Linked DNA regions of Capra hircus: region 1 is linked to region 2. Evidence: chromatin contacts called from public Hi-C data. All regions are on one chromosome and are shown on one strand. The core of a region is the stretch at or near the end of the contact, and the rest is flanking DNA. Distances in the headings are between cores, read along the strand shown.

Region 1 (2,968 bases), core at 422-2,921, 76 kb before region 2:
TTCCAGCCTTATTCCCAGGACCTGGGCTTTCTCTGCTCTGGGAGAAGGGAATTTCTCAGGGAAGTGCAGGGCGGGGTCCCCCACTACCTCACGGAGGTCTTGGGAAAGTCCTGAGACTCGGGAGGCCCAGGCTCCAGGCCACGTGCTTCTGGATCTGACCCGGGCCTGAACTTAAAGGGCCTGCTCGAAGCTGGAGGTGGACAGAAGGCCCTGGGAGCCCTGGCGGGCCCCATGCTCGCTGCCCTGCTACCCCCAGCTGGATCCCTCCACTGTGGGGGCTGAGGCCCCCTTCTACTCTCCTCTGTGCCCCAGACTCGAAGCCAGGCACCCACAGGGCAGCGGCTCACACAGGATAGACAGCCCTATTTCTTGCTCTGCCCGAGTGTGCGCGTGATGAATGCAGGTGCAGCCGATTGGTCCCGACCCCTGGCGGGAGGACCCAGCCACTCCAAATGGTGGACAAGGGGGAACGACTATTATTCCTCTGAGGGGCCTCTGCAGACACTGAGGTGCCACCACTTCCGTCTCTGTGGTGTCCTCGTCACCTGCAGGCTCTCAGGGACGGCCACCTGCAGGTCAAAGAGGCCCAGGACTGCCCAGCCTCCGCCCTGCCCACTGGGACCTGCAGGAGCCATTCTGCAAAGGATGGGCACCACGAGGGGGCGGGGCCGGGCACCACGAGGGGCAGGGTCAGGCAACACGAGGGGGCGAGGCCATGCTGACGGGGCGGGGCTTCAGCAGCATGAACAGAGCCAAGGTCACAGAGAGGAGGCCAGCCTGGGGCCACCAGGCACAGGTGCTGACAGCGAGGTTGCCGGTTGCTTTCCAAAGGCTTCCCTCTTGGAGGCCGGTGGGTCCCCAAGAGGCCCTCGGGGGCCAGAAGACATTCTAACCGTTTGTGTGGTTTTCAAAAGCGACTCCCATGGAAGCATGACTCACTTCAGAGCAGCTGAACTTCAGAAATTCAGAAGTGCCTGTGTGGCTTCTGCAGGTCCCCCTGGGACCACCGCAAGGCTCACTTGGAAGAAACATATGAAGGAACCACTCGCCATTCACCCTGTCCCCTCCCTCCTCTCACAGGCACTGCCTGGACAGGAAGACCTGCCGTCTCAGAACAGACACATTGGGAAGCTGGGCCTTCCTCTGCTAGGCAGATGCTGCCCACTCAGACCTGCTTGTCCAAAAGAGGCAGGCCAGTGGGCACCCCCTGCATTCTCTGACTGCCAATCTGCTCACGGGACCACCCCCTGTTGCTGACTGGATGAAGGTTCCCAAAGATGCCTCCATCCTAATTCCTGGAACCGAGAGATATGTCATGTTACCTGGGAAGGGGGCTTTGCAGGTATGGCCTGCAGATGGGAAGGAGAGCTGATCTAGCTTTAGCATCCTACAGCCCAGAGTCCAGGTGGCGCTAGTGGTAAAGAACCTGCATGCCAATGCAGACTTAAGAGATCTCGGTTCGACCCCTGGGTGGGGAAGACCCCTGGAGGCGGGCATGGCGACTCACTCCAGTATTCTTGCCTGGAGAGTCCCCATGGACAGAGGAGCCTGGTGGGCTACAGACCACAGGGTCACAAAGAGCTGGACACGACTGGAGACTGGGCACTCAGTCTGAGTGAAAGTTTACACTCAGACATAGTTGGTCCTCATCAGAATGTTCCCTGAGAGCTGGGTCCCGAGTGGGGGTGGTAGTGGCCTCACAGCAGCGGGGGTTTTGGACAGGCCCCCAGGGAGGGGGGTCCTGGGATCCACCTTCCAGACACCCCCATCTGCCCCCATCCCCGTCTCCCACCCGCCCCTCCTCCTCACAGGCACAGCACCTTCCTCGCTGAGTGAAGCTGTCCCTGGCTTTGCCGTCAGGAGCTGGGGGTCTCCTCGTTGGCAGGCCTGGCCTTGCTACCCCCTCTCCCCTCTGACACACCACTGTGGGGGGCAGTGTTGGGGAGATGCGAACCCAGAGTGGGTCTTTCCAGAATTTGGGAACCAACCCAGCCCCCCACTGCCTCCAGGATGACCCAGACTCCCACAGCCCCAGACCTGAGGTGACCTCATCTCCCTCAGGCTTGCCCTGGCTCCACCTGGGGGCCTTGGGTGTCCAGGGACAATGACATGTACACAGTGACACCAGGAACCTCAAACTCACAGCCCCCAGGGGCCAGGCAGGCCTGAGACATGAGGAGAGCAGCCTGTTGGAAGCAGCAGGACCTTTGATCACCCAAGCTTGAAATGTCTGAATGTCTGAAGACGACGCTAGGCCCGTCTGTGGACAGGGCTGCATCTCGCCGCCCTGATTCACACCATCCGCCGGCCGCACACGGGAGTCCCTGGGGACGTCCACGTCCTCTCTCTCACCGTCACCGCGCGTGGCAGGTCCCCTGCATACAGGGTTCACAGTGCCGCAGGCGAGACACTGAGCTCCTCCTGTGGCTCCTTCACGCGCCTGCGCTCGGTGGAGATGCTCCCATGGGTGCTGTGATGGCTAAGGAGGAAGGGCGTGCCCTCCGGGGTCCGCATTTAGTTACGATCAGTATTAACAAAAAGACAGCACATCGGTGGTTCATGAACACACCTTAACGCGACGAAGGGGGTACAGTTTAATACAGTCGGATGCACAGCTTTGGGGACACAAAGTAACTCGGGTCGTGAGAGAGGCTCTGATTCGCTTTGGTTTGGGATGATGGGCTCAAGGACCACCGCTCGAAACAGCAGCTCTGCTGTCACAAGGAGAGGGGCCTCGCACGCGAGAGCAGAGGAAAGCAAAGGCGGCGGGCAGACAGCCCTTTGGAGAAAGGCCCCTGGAGAAACCGGGTCCGCGCAGACAGTGCTGACTGGCCCCCAAGGATGGGCCTGCGTCTGTAGAAAGATTTGTATAATAAACCAAATAATATTGGAAGTAAGACTTTCGGTTACACTTCTGTAAGAAGCAGAATTACGCTGCATGTTGTTCACATGCGTAGGGGTGCATGAG
Region 2 (2,891 bases), core at 269-2,768:
AGTGGGTAGCCTATCCCTTCTCCAGTGGATCTTCCTGACCCAGGAATCGAACCAGGGTCTCCCACAATGCAGGCAAATTCTTTACCGATTGAGCTATCAGGGAAGCCCATTTGTACTACTGGTACCCAAACTATGCTACAAAAACAAGATAGAGATTATCAACCCCACTTTACAGATAAGGAAACTGAGGACCAAGCAGATGTAACCACTGGCCCAGGGTCACAATAATGGAACAAAGAAACACAGGAGAGACTCAAGCCCAGGTTCACATGGTGTCCAGGCTCACCCCACCACCTAAGCTGCCTCTCCAAGGGGATAAGGGATTCAACACTCAGGTTAAATGCACATCCGCGTGGTGGGCACCAAACCTTTGGTGGATTGGAAAATGAAGGTTCTGGTCAAACTTGCCTCATTCAGCCCAAATCAGCTAACACATGGCACAAAGCGGAGACACAGCAGTCCAGACCCCTTTCAACAAGGAGTGAGACAATAACACAGCTTTACAGGCCTCTCAGACTCTGAAACGCACCTTCCAACCTCACAGCAAATGCACTATGGGCCCCCAGCCCCCTCAGGGCAAGCAGAGCAGGTCAGAACTTCCCCGAGATCAGGGCTACCCTGGGAGGAAGGGACCCGCCATCTATCGAGGCCTCTCCCACTCTGAGGTCACACCAATATCTTCTCAATCACAGGGAGCAAAAAGGGTCAGCAGGCACATATTCCATTTCAGGAGAAGATGTAAAACCACCAGGTTCTTGCCTGTCATAGGGAAAAATAATTGCACCTGCCCAGGTGGTGAAGGACAGGGAAGCCTGGCATGCTACAGTCCATGGGGTCGAAAAGACTGGGACACTGAGCATCTGAACAGCAAGGTGGCGCTAGTGAGTAAAGAACCAGCCTGCCAACGCAGGAGACGTAAGAGACACGGGTTCAATCCCTGGGTCAGGAAGATCTGCTGGAGGAGGGCATGGCAACCCACTCCAGTACTCTTGCCTGGAGAACCCCTTGGACAGAGGAGCCTGGTGGGCTACAGTCCATGGGGTCACAAAGAATCAGACACCACTGAGGTGACTGAGCACAGTACAGCCCTGTAATCTACTTATGTGCCCGTGTTGGGGTATTTTCCAGGCACCTGGATGACGAGGCAGCCTGTCTCAATATTTTTATCACAAGCACAGTTCTGGAAAGCATCCAGGTTTCCATTATAATGACACTCTCTGCTTTTGAGGATCTGCCAGCCTTTCTTGCTTCAGAGACCCGGAAGGCCTGGACCTGGACAAATTCTAGAAATGTAGCATGGGTGTCAGGACGAGCCTGCCCGGGCAAGAAGGCCCCCGCACACACACTCAGAACTCTCTGAAGCTTGGAGTGGGGCTCAGGAATGCAACATTCGAAAGCTGGCCTCCCCAGCACATCCCCTGATCCGCCCCCGGCTTAATCACCACTACACAGAAGCACAGCCAAACCGCCCGGCTGCCTGTCCACGGCGTCCGCTGGAAGCATCTCAGAGGGCGGCTGTGGACGTAGCGCTCTCTTTGCCGGGAGAGATGAAGCAATCAGCCTGACTAGAGGCCAAGGCGTCCTGGGGTGTCAGAGAGGCTCTCTGAGGTAGAATATGCTAGGAGTCATGCTCCCCTCCTCCACCAGGAAACATACACAGCTACATTAAACAAACAAACAAAAAAACACTGGGCAAGCAATTTCAGGGAGCTCAGAGACATTCTCCCATCCCCAGTAATGAGCTCTAGAGCTGATGTATATTAAGCACTTACTGTATGCTAGGCACCACTCCAAGCAGGTATTAAGTGTTCTGTGTAGGACTTCCCTGGTGGTTCAGATGGTAAAGAATCCACCTGCAATGCAGGAGACTCAGGAGACCCAGGTCAGTCCCTGGGTGGGGAAGATTCCCTGGGGAAGGGAATGGCAACCCACTCCAGATTCTTGCCCGGAGAATCTCTTGGACAGGGGAGCCTGGCGGGCTACAGTCCATGGGGTCGCAAAGAGCGAGACACAACAGAGCGAATAACACCTGGCTCAGCTCTCAGGCCTCAGCTCTCAGGCCAGGAGTGAAGTGGCCTCAGGCCACTCCAATCTCAGAGCCGCGCTAACCTAGCAACTGCTGCACTCTGGGCAGTGTTACGTAATCTGACTCGTGCCAAGTTCTGCCTGGCCCACTACTCTAAGCTCTGCCTCGTGGCCCCCATGCACCTGGCCCTGGGCTTGCACCTGGAGGAAGACATAAATGCCGCGTATGGCTGGCGCTGATGAAACAGGCTGCTCGCGTTTCCTCCACATCCCTTTCGAAATCAACAGAGACCGAGAACCTGCTTTCCTCTGCCACACCCCCACCCCACTTGCTGACTCATCACCACCTTCCCCTTTGAGAGCTGTGGCTGCTTTCCCCACCCCGACCCTGTGTCTCTCCTGCCTCCACTGCCATTCTGTGATCCGACCTCCTGCACATCCGGAGGGCGAAATGATTAGGCCCTGTGGTCTCCAACAGCCTCCCCACCCTCTGATTGAGACAAAGGGAGACCTGTCTGACCAGGCTGGCACAGGGCAAGCTGAGAACAGGTAGGGACCCAGCAAAGGACGGCTGTTAGGACCAAATGTCTTGCTCCCCAAAGCCCGTACTTACAAATATTCTGTATTGGCCCGAATGAACACAGACCCTTTACTTTTCTTCCTAGATGTGGACACTGGATACACACACTAGATAACAGCCACCGCTGTGCTTCATTTCACGCCGTGAAGACCCAGGTGTACACATCAATCATCCCATCCTAGTACTTCGTTTTAACGGAGGAGCCTCTCAGGAAGGAAATCAGACCCCAGCACCTGAGAACAATAAAGAAACACCCTGTGCAAGTCAGAACAGTCCCCCGATATGT

Evidence for each region. Hi-C and Micro-C count contacts between places; a contact is called where the count stands out from the background.
Region 1: a contact with region 2 is called in a Hi-C map of liver, with 4 times the contacts expected there. The contact joins two enhancer-like sites. A contact is called at or near these places in 2 of 5 Hi-C or Micro-C datasets (blood and liver).

What each region holds. Positions count from the first base shown.
Region 1 is chr26:8,323,449-8,326,416 of ARS1.2, reverse strand. CHST15 (carbohydrate sulfotransferase 15) reads right to left here. Exons shown (of 9, transcript XM_018041483.1): 9 at 2,557-2,968. Among named protein-coding and RNA genes, the nearest start is that of CPXM2, 80 kb to the left of the region's middle. Within about 2 kb of position 1,671, at least 2 of the 5 cell types and tissues checked have an H3K27ac peak or open chromatin away from gene starts, as enhancers often do.
Region 2 is chr26:8,247,813-8,250,703 of ARS1.2, reverse strand. The region is part of intron 1 of CHST15 (carbohydrate sulfotransferase 15); the gene reads right to left. Among named protein-coding and RNA genes, the nearest start is that of CHST15, 6.1 kb to the right of the region's middle. Within about 2 kb of position 1,518, at least 4 of the 5 cell types and tissues checked have an H3K27ac peak or open chromatin away from gene starts, as enhancers often do.